Regions from separate parts of the Sus scrofa genome. Here region 1 is linked to region 2. A link is a contact called in public Hi-C data. All regions are on one chromosome and are shown on one strand. Each heading gives the region's core, a stretch centred on a gene start, on an enhancer-like site or on the middle of the called end of the contact. The rest is flanking DNA. Distances are from core to core; before and after follow the strand shown. Region 1 holds the start of RNF5 (ring finger protein 5). Region 2 holds the start of PPP1R11 (protein phosphatase 1 regulatory inhibitor subunit 11).

Evidence for each region. A called contact is a pair of places that touch in the nucleus more often than the background predicts.
Region 1: a contact with region 2 is called in a Hi-C map of liver, with 4 times the contacts expected there. The contact joins the promoter of RNF5 here to the promoter of PPP1R11 in region 2. A contact is called at or near these places in 1 of 5 promoter capture datasets (fetal liver), 2 of 47 Hi-C or Micro-C datasets (embryonic fibroblasts and liver) and 1 of 2 datasets of contacts at active chromatin or transcription factors (skeletal muscle).

Annotation. Positions count from the first base shown.
Region 1 is chr7:24,214,083-24,220,837 of Sscrofa11.1, reverse strand. RNF5 (ring finger protein 5) reads right to left here and starts at 5,345. Exons shown (of 6, transcript NM_001123224.1): 1 at 4,986-5,345; 2 at 4,092-4,110; 3 at 3,883-3,995; 4 at 3,746-3,800; 5 at 3,552-3,669; 6 at 2,855-3,441. The coding sequence starts at 5,125. The coding sequence ends at 3,344. AGER (advanced glycosylation end-product specific receptor) reads left to right here. Exons shown (of 11, transcript NM_001123218.1): 2 at 57-163; 3 at 294-486; 4 at 666-730; 5 at 840-927; 6 at 1,022-1,204; 7 at 1,349-1,479; 8 at 1,641-1,782; 9 at 2,070-2,096; 10 at 2,218-2,344; 11 at 2,450-2,718. The coding sequence ends at 2,549.
Region 2 is chr7:22,632,236-22,638,684 of Sscrofa11.1, reverse strand. It overlaps PPP1R11 (protein phosphatase 1 regulatory inhibitor subunit 11), which reads right to left and starts at 4,611. Exons shown (of 3, transcript NM_001123166.1): 1 at 4,543-4,611; 2 at 3,322-3,430; 3 at 2,751-2,953. The coding sequence starts at 4,611. The coding sequence ends at 2,751. It overlaps RNF39 (ring finger protein 39), which reads left to right. Exons shown (of 5, transcript NM_001128446.1): 4 at 377-916; 5 at 919-953. The coding sequence ends at 953.

The DNA of each region.
Region 1 (6,755 bases), core at 4,096-6,595, 1.6 Mb before region 2:
GTTGTGCCTCCCCTCCCCCCCCCCCACTGTCCTGCCGTCATGGTGCTGTCTCCCAGGGGTAGCAGTAAGTGATCAAAACATCACAGCCCGGATCGGGAAGCCACTGGTGCTGAACTGTAAGGGGGCCCCCAAGAAACCACCCCAGCAGCTGGAATGGAAACTGGTAAGTGGGGCTCTCGTCACAGCCTTCCCACTCCTGGGGAGACCAGTGAGGATTTGCATCCGTCCTGCCTACCGCATCAGCCCTCTCCCCAAGGGCTTGCGCCACTTCGACCTCTCCCCTCTGACCCCAGAACACAGGCCGGACAGAAGCTTGGAAGGTCCTGACTCCCCAGGGAGGCCCCTGGGACAGTGTGGCACGGGTCCTCCCCAATGGCTCCCTCCTCCTGCCGGCTGTTGGGATCCAGGACGAGGGGACTTTCCGGTGTCGGGCAACGAGCCGGAACGGAAAGGAGACCAAGTCCAACTACCGAGTCCAAGTCTACCGTAAGGGTTCCGGGGCCTCCTTCGAGGCCCACGTCCCATCTCAGGAAAAGCCTTCCACCCCAGCCCTTGGCTCCCTGGCCCTGGCATTTGAGAACCTGCTTCAGCTGCCCCCATTCCCACACCCGGGCTGTGAGAACCTTCAAGGCTGCAGCCTCTGATAGGAAGTTTCCCTCCTTCAGAGATTCCTGGGAAGCCGGACATTGTTGATCCTGCCTCTGAACTCATGGCTGGTGTCCCCAACAAGGTAGCAGATGAAAAGGGGAGACGTCGAAAGGGGTCCTGAGAGTGGGGAGAGGAGTGCACCTGTGTGGAGTCTCTTATCGTCAAAGATGACGACGTCACTTTTTCCCCAGGTGGGGACTTGTGTGTCTGAGGGGGGCTACCCTGCAGGGACTCTTAGCTGGCACTTGGATGGAAAAACTCTGATACCTGACGGCAAAGGTGAGCCCCAAGGCGCCCCCTCCCGGCTGCCTTCCTTGTGGCCCCTCTCTTGCACCCACCCTGGATGCCTCGCCTTGTCTTCCCTCCACCACAGGAGTGTCTGTGAAGGAAGAGACCAGGAGACACCCCGAGACAGGGCTTTTCACACTCCACTCCGAGTTGATGGTGACCCCGGCCTGGGGAGGAGCTCCCCAACCCACCTTCTCCTGTAGCTTCAGCCCGAGCTTTCCCCGGCGCCGAGCCCTGCACACAGCTCCCATCCGGCCCAGTGTCTGGGGTGAGCACAGAGGTGGGGAGCTGCCCCAAGCTTGGGTGAGCACATGTCAGGAAGGAGGACCCTTGGGGATCAGAGGGTTAAGTCTGTGGCCACTGGAACCACACACAGGTTTAACTCTTCAACTCATGCCCGGCCCACCTCCAGAGCCTGTGCCCCTGGAGGAAGTCCAGTTGGTGGTAGAGCCAGCAGGTGGAGCTGTACCTCCTGGTGGGACTGTGACCTTGACCTGTGAAACCTCTGTCCAGCCCCCGCCCCAAATCCACTGGACCAAGGATGTGAGTGACCTGGAACAGGGGCTGGGAGGTGGTGAGTTACGTCACTGGCAGCTAGGAGGGCAAGGGGCCCATGGAGATAGGGGGCAGGAGAGAGCTGAGGAAGACAAGGGTACCTGAGGATGTGGTTAATGGTCTCCTGCCCGCCCCCCCCCCCCCCCCAGGGCACACCCCTGCCCCTTTCCCCCAGCCCCGTGCTGCTGCTCCCTGAGGTAGGGCCTGAGGACCAGGGAACCTACAGCTGTGTGGCCACCCATCCCAGCCACGGGCCCCAGAAGAGCCGAGCCATCAGCATCAGCATCATTGGTGAGACTTCTCTCCAAAGGGCCCCTGGGGCAGGCGGAGGGACACCGCAGGCTCCAGTTCCCCACCTCGTTCTGGCACTGTCCCCAAGAGCCACCCCACCCCTCCCTCAGTGCAGCCACATCTAGGCCCCCTCTGCCCCATCCAAACCCCACCGAGAGAACGGGCGGCCTGGCCCCTCTCCCCGCTGAACCGCGGGAGGAGAGGGAAAGACTGTGGGGGCTGCCGCTCAACAGCCCTCTCCCAAACTGAAGCCGTTCCTTCTGACCTGCTCCAACTTTGTCTTCCAGAAACAGGCGAGGAGGGGCCGGCGGCAGGTGAGGGGCTGGGTAAGGTCAGAGGGAAGCTGACCGCCCTCAGCACGACGCGGGGATACTGGGCAAGAAAGGAACTGTGCGCGGCGGGGCTGTGCCCTCAGTTCTCCCCAACTCCCCACAGGTTCTGTCGAAGGGCCGGGGCTGGGAACGCTAGCCCTAGCCCTGGGGATCCTGGGAGGCCTGGGGACCGCCGCCCTGCTCGTCGGGGTCATCATGTGGCACAGGCGGCAACGCAGAGGACAGGAGAGGTGAGCAGAGGAGGCCAGAGGGCCTCCAGGCAGCAGGGAGGGGTGCGGGGGGAGGATGACAGAGTGCTGGAAATACGGCGAATTCTCCCCAACGCCCCCTCCCAGGAAGGCCCCCGAAAACCAGGAGGAAGACGAGGAGGAGCGTGCGGAGCTGAACCAGCCGGAGGATCCCGAGGCGGCTGAGAGCAGTGCAGGAGCGCCTTGAGCAGCCCCAGCCAGACGGCCACCCACCCTCTGCCTTTTCTTTTTCCCACACTCGGTTCTGGCCCCAGACCAGTTCACCCCTGTATAATCTCCACCCCGCCTCCCCAAGCTCTCCTCCACAACCAGAGCCCCCCACAAGCCATCATGAGTAAACACCTGACACATCTTGCCCCATTTGCTTGTGTTTGTGTGTGTGTGTGTGAGACACCCTCCCCCCCACCACACCAACACCCACTCACACCAGGGAGAAGATGCTCCCTGTTGTGGAAAGAAGGAGGGACAGGGACGGACAGAGGTGGGCGGAGATCCCATGAATACATCTCACCTTATTTATTGAATTTGTAAGAAAGGAGGTAGTAAGGGGAAGGAAGCACTGAAGACTCGGAGCCCACATTAGACACTGGGGAGGGAAAAATTAAATTAAATCAACAAGGGGAACGTGGGGGGAGCATCAGAGGGAGCCTTGCCCACCTGTCAGCATCAAATCAAGAAGTGTGGGGGAAGCAAAGCATTGGGAGGGAGGAGGGCCGGGCCTCCTCTTCGGTCCTCCCCCTCCCTGAGCTGGGAGTTACGTTGCTCTCGAGGGAGCCGTCCGTCCAGAGCAAAGGTTCTCCCATCCTGCAGATGTTGCCCCTCCTCCCCACACCCTCCCAGAGAGTGGCCAGGGTTGGCCTTAGGCGACAGAAATGGAGGGTGTGTGGGGGGGCAGCGAGGATCCGGGAGTAAGGAAGGGTCAGCAGGGACCCCCAATACTGATTCTCCTCTGGCTGGAGGTGGGCAGGAGGGAGACACAGCTCAAATACTGAGCAGCCAGAAAAAGAAGAAGATGGCGAGAAACAAGAAGAGGGAGTCCTGCCAGCTGGAGGCCGGGTGACCCTGTCCCAGATCCACACCTGTGGGAGAGAAGAAAGCTGTGGACGCAGCGGCCACTGGGAGGCCAGGAGGGAGGCAGGGCTGCGGGGGTCGGAGGGCTCGCCAGGAGCAGCTGAGGGAAGGCTCTTACCTGTCCCCCGACGAAATGGCTCGTGGGTATTGAAGACGGTGGTGAAAAAGCCAAAGGGAAAAGCACCAACACCAAACGAGAAGTGAAAGCCCCCAGTGTCGCCAAATGGCTGGAATCCCTAGGGAGGTGAAGAACGTCAGTGGGGAGCTGGGCAAGTCTTTGGCAAGGAAGGAAGGCAATCACACAAGACTCACCCCTCTGCTCTCAGGCGCCGGTCGCTGGCCCTGCGGGCGGGGTGGAGTTTTCAATCTGAGGAAGAGGAGAGGGATGATCAACAGGGAATAATACTCCCTCCTCTTCCCTTCCCTCAGCACTACCTCCCCTCTCTCACCTGGGATCCTGGGGCTTCTGGCTCCCTCGCCCATAGAGGGGGACAACCTTTTCTCTGCTGATCCCAGCTTTACACACTGGGCACTCTTGCCGCTCTGGCCGTGTCTCCAGCCACTGGGGGAAAAAAATGTAGTGGTTTCCAGTACACAGAAGCGTCTTCCAGCTCCTCAGACCTCCCCATCTCCCTCTTCATCTCCTCTGAGTACGCACCTGATGAAGACAGGGCCAACTGGAAAGGGGGAAAGAAAAAGGTCAGACCAGCTACACAAAAGACACAGACTCAAACTCAGGGTCCTAACTCGCCACCCGTTCCCAGGTGTTACCTGCTGTTTCCTGCCATATTTTCCACAACCTCTACTATGCCAGCCAAACTGGCCTCCCTGCTTCTCTGACTTTCCAATACCTAGAGCTACGTCCACCCTCAACATGCTCAACCCGCTCCTCTCCCCCTCTCTTCTCAACCTTTCAACTTAATTTCCAGTTCTCTTGACCATCCTTTTCCAGATCTCCTTTCAGCCCCAGCCCCATCTATGCCCCCATTAATCCCAAACCAAACCCCCTTTACCAGTATCTTCTTTTGCTACTCCTTTTCTTCTCTCCCATGTCCAATAAAGGGCCCTCTTTCCATAATTCCTTAACCTCTGGGGACTGCTCCTCTACAGCACCCCTGTCCCCAGGTTTGTCATCCTGCCCCTTCCCATATCTCACCGGAATGTGATCCCACGTTCCCCAGATCTCCCTTTACTCACCTGATGCCTATCTCCCCTGACCTTTGAGTCTAATCTGTTCCCAACCTCCCTGGGGTAAGGTGGCTCGGGTCTCATCTGCACCGCTGTGCAGCGCCCACCCCCTGTGCCCCCTTTCCTCTTAACACACCGTACGCCCCAGCTCCTAGTTTCTATGACTCCTTTCCACAGGTCTCCTCTGCACAGATGTGACCCTCTCGCCCACACATACCTAAAAAGACCTAAGAACCCTCCTGAGGCCTCACCTAGGAGAATGTGCCCTCTGATCATCTATAAGCCTATATGCCCCCTCTCACCCCCAGCCTCCATACTATAGAGGTGAGACCCACTCTTTTTCGCCCCCTTCCCAGATTCTCACCAGTACAGGTGGCCACACACGCTGACCACAGCTTCCCGAGCAGTCTCCAGACATATATTACATTCGAAGGTCGCGCCCGCCCCGCCCCGCTCGCGGTTTGGCCCTTCGGGGCCCCCGTCCTCCTCCTCCGCTGCTGCCATGGCCGGTTCTGCTTCGCCCCCGTGTACCCCTTAATCCCCCGAAACACACGTACAAGCGCCCCAACAAACGAGAAACCGCCTCCTGCCCACGATCTTTGGGCAGGCCTCAGGGTTTTCTAATTACTATAGGTCTGAATGCCTGTCAATCCCACAGGGTCAAAAGAAAGGATTGGTCCAAAGGGCAGGGGAGCAAAGAGGTTTGCGCGGTGCTGCCCTTGCACAATGTCTATTGGCTGACACAGTCACAGACAGTAAGCACGGCCACCGGATTGGTATTAACTCCACACGTCCTGTCGCCGGCCAGGGAGGGCTTTATTCGTTTGAGTAGCTGCCAGTCATAACCAAAGGCCAGAAGCAATTGGCTCCAGACTACGTAGACCTCGCCCACTAGAAGGCCCTTTCTTTCCTTTACTTCCTTCTTCACAGAATGTCGGGATTCCTATTGGACTTTGGAGCGTAAGGCTCCAAAGCAATTGATTGGCTAGAACTAGACGGAAAATGGTGGCTAGGCAAAATGCGCGTGCGCAGCCGGCGGAGGGGCGGGGAGGGCCAATCCTGTGAGGGTTGAGCCTTCTCTGATCCCACCCCTTCACCTCGCTCTCTTGTCGCCATGGTGACTGCTCTACAATTGGCGAGGTTTGGAGTTCAAAGGCCTCGGCTCGGCCTCATCCGGGTCCTCCGATCGTGGTTTTTTTTTTTTTCTCTCTCTCTCTCTGTCTCTCTGCTGATTGGGTTGTTCCTTTCGCCCCTGATTGGCCGAGATCGGAAAAGACAGCGAAGAGCTCGGAAAAGAGGACCATTACTGGGGTCGCAGGGTTCAAAATGGCTCCGGCCTCCTTCGGTGACGTAAAGAGCAGAACTTGGGTCCGCCCCTCACTCTTAGTGAAGAAGGGAGCAGAATTGGGATTAGCCCGACGTTTGGATGGTGCGAGCATCGATCTGCGGCGCTGGTGTTAATCCATCTCCCTCGGCTGGACGACTCAGCCCGCCCCTCCTTAGGTGATTTACACAGCAGAACTGAAGGCCCATCCCCCTTTCAGTGTGACACAGAGTAGAACAGGGTTGACCTCCTCTCCGTTTTAAGCCTTAAGAGCAAAAATCTCCTCGGCTTTGTGAATGGGTGCAGAAGAGGCAAGGCCCGCCCCTTTTTAGGCGACCCGCGGCGGGATGGGGTTAGGCCCGCCCCTTCCTTCACGTACTTGGCCTAGCTGACCTGGGGTCTTCCTCTGAGCTGTACCCCCAGGGACTTGGGCAACCTGCTATAGAGCTTGGGCCTTTCGTACGAGTTTGGTCCTTTTCTACAGTCAGTGGTCCTCACTGTGGCCCAAGAAGCAGAACTAGGTAACAGTCTTCCCATCACCAGTATTCTTTACATCCTCTTCCTCAGGGCTTGTAAAACGCTTGCAGGGCAAAGGTGTCTGAGAGGGTTGAGGCCCGACACAGGCTAAGGGCTGCTCAACAACATCCCGGTAAAAGGCCTCACGTGACTCAAGTGAGGCAAGGTGAGATGTTAGTTGACGCCTAAGGCAGGGGAGGTAAGGGTTTAGGAGGCGCTTAGAGGTTTAGGGGAAACGTTTATGAGCGGAGAAGCAGAGACCAAGAAGGGAAGAGTGATGGAGTGATCCCGATA
Region 2 (6,449 bases), core at 3,362-5,861:
CCTGTTGACCCAGCTCCCACGCCCAGCCCCAGATGCTGCAGATTGAGGTGTCAGTGCTCAGCTTCCCTGGAAGTCAGATCAGCCTCACTCTTTACCCAGGCCCACCAACCAGGGAACCCCTCCTTTGATCTCTGCACTGTGTCCCCCCACCCTGGCCAGCAGGGGCCTTCTCCATGACCAATTCTCCAGAAGAAAGTGGCCCATGAGTGCAGGCTGGGTCTTGCAGGCCTGCTCTTCATATCCCTCTTTGGTCCTGCAGCTGTATTTTGAGCTGTTGCTGGACCCTTTTGTGCTCTCCTGCAGCCCTCTCCGCCCCATCCCGCCTCTGACTCGGAAACCCCTCTCACACGGTCCTCCCCCGCCCTCCCCTCTCCAGCTGACCTGACCCTGGACCCTGGCACCGCACATCGCCGCCTGCTCGTCTCCGCGGACCGCCGCAGCGTCCGACTGGCCCCACCCGGGACACCGGTGCCCCCCGACGGCCCCGCGCGCTTTGATCAGCTCCCGGCGGTGCTGGGCGCGCAGGGCTTCGGGGCTGGCCGCCACTGCTGGGAGGTGGAGACCGCGGATGCCGCCTCCGGAGACTCTTCGGGAGAGGATGAGGACGACGGGGAGAGCCTCTACGCCGTGGGCGCGGCCGGGGAGTCTGTGCGACGCAAGGGCCGAGTAGGGCTGTGCCCCGCCGGGGCCGTGTGGGCCGTGGAGGGTCGCGGCGGCCGCCTGTGGGCGCTCACAGCCCCGGAGCCCACCCTGCTGGGCGGCGCGGGGCCCCCGCCGCGGCGCATCCGCGTGGACCTGGACTGGGAGCGGGGCCGCGTGGCCTTCTACGACGGCCACTCCCTCGACTTGCTCTTCGCCTTCCAGGGCCCCGGCCCCCTGGGGGAGCGCGTCTTCCCGCTGCTGTGCACCCGCGACCCCGCGCCCCTCTCCGCATCGTGCCCGCAGAAGGCTGAGAAGCTCGCCCGCAACCCCCATTCTGGTTTGGCCCGAATCAAGGCATGGAAATCCTTACTCGTTCCAGGGGTCAAGTCCACGCCCCTTGTGGGAGAACTGATAAGCAACCCCCGCCCACTTATGTTGCCTCTCTTCTCCCAAACAGTTAGGAGGACCTCGACCGGCCTCCCATTTTACACCCAAAGCCGAATCCACCCCAGCCCTCTCCTTAGGATGCCTCTCCCTGAAGGCTACCCCAGTACCTCCCGACGGATCCCCCGACCCCTTCTATCTTATTCCACCCAGGCCTGAAGTGGGGAACAGGCTCTGCAAACGGCCCATACACAGAGGCCCCGCCCGGCAAATATTTACCTCCCATTCTTGCCTCTCCTCTCGGCAAAGAAGGGCCAGTGCCCTCTCCACAGCTCTGAGGCTGGGCTTCCCTGCCTCATTCATTCTGAGGCTTCTCACCTACCCACAACAAGAGGCTTGACTCTGGCCTCGGCCTTCGGCCCCTCTGAGAAGCTTACTACTCCCTTTTGGGGAGAGAGGGGCAGGCCAGGTCTATTCCACCATGATGACTTTGTATGCTTACAGCCTCTTCCCCATAAGAACCTTCTTAAAACTTCCTCCTGGACCTACTTACAACAAGGAACCAATGGTGCTACCTCTCCTTTGTCAACCTGGAAACGGCTCCCCGACATCCCTGATTCACCCTTGTATATAGTCCCACATCTTTCCCCATATGTATAAATGGGCCCGTATTTAACACGTTTTGTGATGTTGGGTTATTTATTTTGTGCATCTGTGGCAATAAATGAGATCTCAGTGGTGGTGGTATGGATTTGATCTCTGCAACTGTGCATGGCAAGAGGCCTGGAAAATGACATCCAGATCCCGGGAAGGGGTGCAGAGGGCCAAGAGAGCTGGACACCTGGGCTGGCAGAGACACCAATGCTTAGGAAGGAAGGGGTAAGAGTACAGCACAGGGGACAAACCCCCATCTCTTTGCTCCCTCCCTTTTCCTTCCTCTCCCTGGGACCCTGATGGATCTGTCTCCTAACCTGGAAGACCAAAGGCCAACAGTTGGCTGCAAGTGACTGATCTTGAAGCCAGCTTTGTCAGAAACCCTAGGTCATGTGAGAAGGAAGAGGAGAGAGGATATGACTTTTTTAATTTTTTTCTCCATTACCCATTAAAGGTGAGCATGACAAAGACCTCTCTCCCTCCTAACTTCTCTTAAGGGCATGAGGGGAGTGGGCAGGAGAGGAAGGAAAGAGCGCCCTGAGGTCTCTCATAAGACCTCACAATCCCACAGGCCAGGACTAAGAGTTAGCATTATGTAAAGACAGCAGTGGAAGAGCTCTAAGCCAGGGGTAACAAGCGTAGCTGGGCCGAGGTTGCCTGGAATCTGACTAGGACCCTGGCAGTGAAAGCTGGGGCTGTTGGAAACCCAGTTTAACTGTTTGGGACTCAAGTGGAGAGTGCATGGGGCCAGGATAACTGGATCCCAGGACAGGCAGTTTGGCAGTGAGAACAAAGGGAAGAGATTGGGACCAAGATGCCTGGATCCCTGGAGAGAGGAAGCTGGGTACTGGGAAGAGAAATGAGGACTCAGAGAACCCAGAAGCCTGGGCTCTGGAATAGCAGCAAGTCAGAATTCCGGGATCTCTGTCCACCCTCCTCTCCTGTTTCCTTCTATCCGGAGAGGGGAGGAAGGGGCTGGAGAAGGGATCAAACATGGGTTTAGTCCCCAAGGAGCCACATGAATACATTCAGGGCCAGACAGACACAGGAATGGTGGGGGAGAGAGGAATTTAGTGCTGCATTGGCCCTGGAGGGGGCTGGGAGGGGTCGGGAGGCTGCGGAGGGGTGGTGGGGCTTGGTCCCGGGGTTGCACGACGCCGTCCTTTGCGGTGGCCCCGTACACAGTGTGTATGACCACAGCCCTCCTCTTCCTCCTCATCACTCTCCGTGGAACTCTCGCCAAAAGCCCGAGGTTTCTCATAAATACAGCAGCCTGGATTTGAAAGGAGGAGCCCAGTTAAAAAGGAGGAAGAGTTACCTTCCAGGATCCAGCAGCCCTGGCTCACACCCTGGGACTCAAGCACCCAACTCCCTCGTCCTTTCCAGCCAGGAATCTAAAGCTCCATTTCTCCCATTTCAGATATGTCCTGACTTCAGGCCTTAGCACATCCCAGTTCAAGCCCCTCCTGACCTCCTTCCCTCTAACTCTAACCTTCTCTCCCTGACACCAGAGAATCCCCCAGACAACGACAGAATTGTGAGCACCTGCAGGCTTCAGGAAGGCCAGTGGATGTGACAAGGTAGAAGATATGCTCAGGGGAGCCAGGACTCCAGGGTTACTGTGGGCCAACAATTACTCACATTTTGATGAGCGGCGCCCCATGTGTTCGTTGTCCACAGTGTCACTCGTCCATTCTACCTTTTTCTCTGGCTTCCGTTTCCGAAGTTTGATGGTTAGGCTCCGGTTCTCCTGGAAGGTAAGAAGGATGGGCTTACCTATCGAATCCCCTCCCACTAACCTTTCCCCCTACCTCCCGGGGCGGGAGCTGGGGGGGGGGGGCTCCTCTCTTCCCTTTCCCAGCTCAGTCAGGATCATGGACCTAAGGCCAGAGGAGCTGAGGGCTGGGAGAAGATAAAATAGAACAGGTTTTGGACCTCAGGGTGTCCCTAGAGGAATCGTGACATGTTATCTCCTGTTCTTGGTAATCACTAGTATACAGAGAAGACACAATTCCTAACCTAGGGAAGGTCCCAGCAAATCTTCAAAGGAAAATATAATCCTCGCTGTTTCTCCATCTTCCTCCCCAAATCATCCTTGGTGGTATTAACACATGGAAATTATTTCCTCAGTCACCGATGCCTACTCTTTGATCTCTTTCTTTTTCCAGACCCCCTATTCTTTTTCCCATTAAAGAAAGAACTCTGTTCTCACCTGTCTCATCCTCAAGCCCAGCACTCCCCACCTCTTATCCATCTATTCTCCACCATCCTGACAGCTCCAATTACTATTACTCTAAACTCCCTTAATTCAAGGGTTATGAAGTTCCATACAATCTTTTCCCAATGAAAGCAACTTAACCTGTTTTGGCAAAAATGCTACATTTTTCTCTATTTACATCTCCGCTGGTTTCTCAAAATACTATCTTCATCTCCCTTTTCTTGTTCCCTCATTCTTTTGCTTCCTTTCGCATTCATCCCTTCAACGAATACTTATTCATAAGCATGCTTCCAGTCAAGTTCCCCTGCAGCTGGCCTCCAACCATGCTTTCTTACACAGCCCTTCATTTCCCCCAGCACCTCCCTTGCTCCGTAATCTCCAAGTTCCCGTTCTTTCTTTACTTCTACAAGCCCCCCTCCCCCAAGCAGCATCACCTACATCCTAACTCTATATATAACACGCTTCTCGACCAGCCTTCTGCACCAACTCTGACACACCAAAAATCCCCAATACCTTGCGATTCTCACAACCCCACTCCTCCCACATCCCCAGGCCCAGCCCCTCCAGCAACTCTCCAAAGCCCTATCCCTTCCCTCCCGGTAGCTCCCCGACCCCTAAACAGCACCGCCCCCCGCCTTTCTCACGGGCTCGGTTGTCACGGTAACCGTTGTCTCAGTGACGGTCTCACTCAGCCCGGCCCCTGCCTCCGCCATGGCTAAGGCTGAGGAGAGGAAGGAGGGGAGGAAGGGGGATGAGGCACCCTTCTCTCTTTTCTGTGTCTCTGAGGTCTAAGAGAATCCGTATCGGATTCAGATTAGTAGCCAGGTTCCTCCACCTTCTTTTTCCCCCTCCTCCTGGGCCTCCGCTGCCCCACCCCTGGGGATAACCTGTCCAACCCCACTTCCGGCTCTCCGCTTCCGGGTGTGACGCGTTCTGTGGTCCCCCTTTTCCCTTCCTGGCACTAAAGGCGTCAGAGCGCAGGGTCGCGGGATTAGTTCCGCCGTAATGTGACAGTGCGCAGGCGCCGCAAGGAGGCGACACGAATTTGGCGGAAGAGGCGTCCCTGAGGTGTGGGAGCAGGGGCGGGGCGATCAACGGCAAGAACCCGTTCCTGCACCGCACCACGGCGAACGGCAAGGGTAGCGATGACTTGCAGCTACAAAGTGGACGCTGTACCTGGTTTAAACATCCTGTGGCTGAGCCCCCAATCACCCCCCATAACCCCATATCCCTTGGGGTGTGTGGGAGGGCGAGGAAAACCAAGGGGCAATGACAATGCCTGTCCTCCTTTCCTTATTGTTTCGTCTGGGAACTAGAGAATGGGGACCCAGGGGCAATTGGAAACACACTTGATTAAGACTCTGGGTTTTAATCCTCGCCCTGTGACTGCAGGTGTTCGAGCAGGGCACTTAATGTCCCTTCAACTTGTATTTTTTTTTCCTGTCACTATCAGAACTTGAAGATGGAGGAGCATAAAACCCTCAAGATTCTGCCTTTTAGCTCCCGGTCTAGTGGGAAAGACTGGCATAAATACTAACAAAAATGTAAGTCACTGGACTATTAACATAAATGTAAGACTTACCTATGAAACTGAGTTACTGCCTACATTTGTCCTGGGGGGGGGGAAGATGAGTAAGATTAAGCACAGAAATGGTCATAAATTGTAATACAGACCAGTTTATGATGAGACAAAAAATATGTGCATGTTTCTCAGGGAGCAAAAGAGCGGTAAAAAGAGAACAAGAAGACAAATGAGTTTTTTAGGTAAAGAAAACAACCTACAAAGTCGTAGTTGCTTGCACGGAAGGAAACTCACTTTTGTACTGTGGGGACGTGAGGGGCGTGCCAGACAAGAACTGATGGGTGGGCATGGCCACACGGGAGGCCCTCCCTGTGTGCTTTGCTAAGAAACCGGGGCTTTACCCAGTCAGCGTTATAGACTAGGGAAAAGTTTAAAGTAGGGTAGAAACAGGAACAGGTTTTTTTTAGATTTCAGGAGTACGGCAGGAAAGTCAGCTACCACAACTGGTTAAACGTAGTGTGGAGGACTGCCCGGCTCATTCCTCTAAGCTGTTGTGGGGTCAAATAAGTGTATGTTTGAGACTCCTAATATATAAAGGGCCACACAATTACAAGATAATCATTACCATTATTTAAACCAAGAAATGCAGGAATATTGATTCCCAGACATTTGAAATTTGAATGTTTATTGTTCCTGGACTAAGTATTTGTTTCCCTTTTATGTTTTTGATCCAAACCAAAAAAAAGCAAGGCAACTCAGTATATAGAATTAAACCCATTAAAAAAAAAAATCTCTGGGAGTTTCCATTGTGGCTCATCAGTAATGAACCTGACTAGTATCCAGGAGAATGCAGGTTCGATCCCTGGCCTCACTCAGTGGGTTAAGGATCTAGCGTTGCTGTGAGCTGTGGGGTAGGTCACAGACCCTGCTCAGATCTGGTGTTGCTGTGGCTGTGGCGTAGGATGGCAGCTGCAGCTCAGATTTGACCCCTAGCCTGGGAACTTCCACATACCACATGTGTGGCCTATA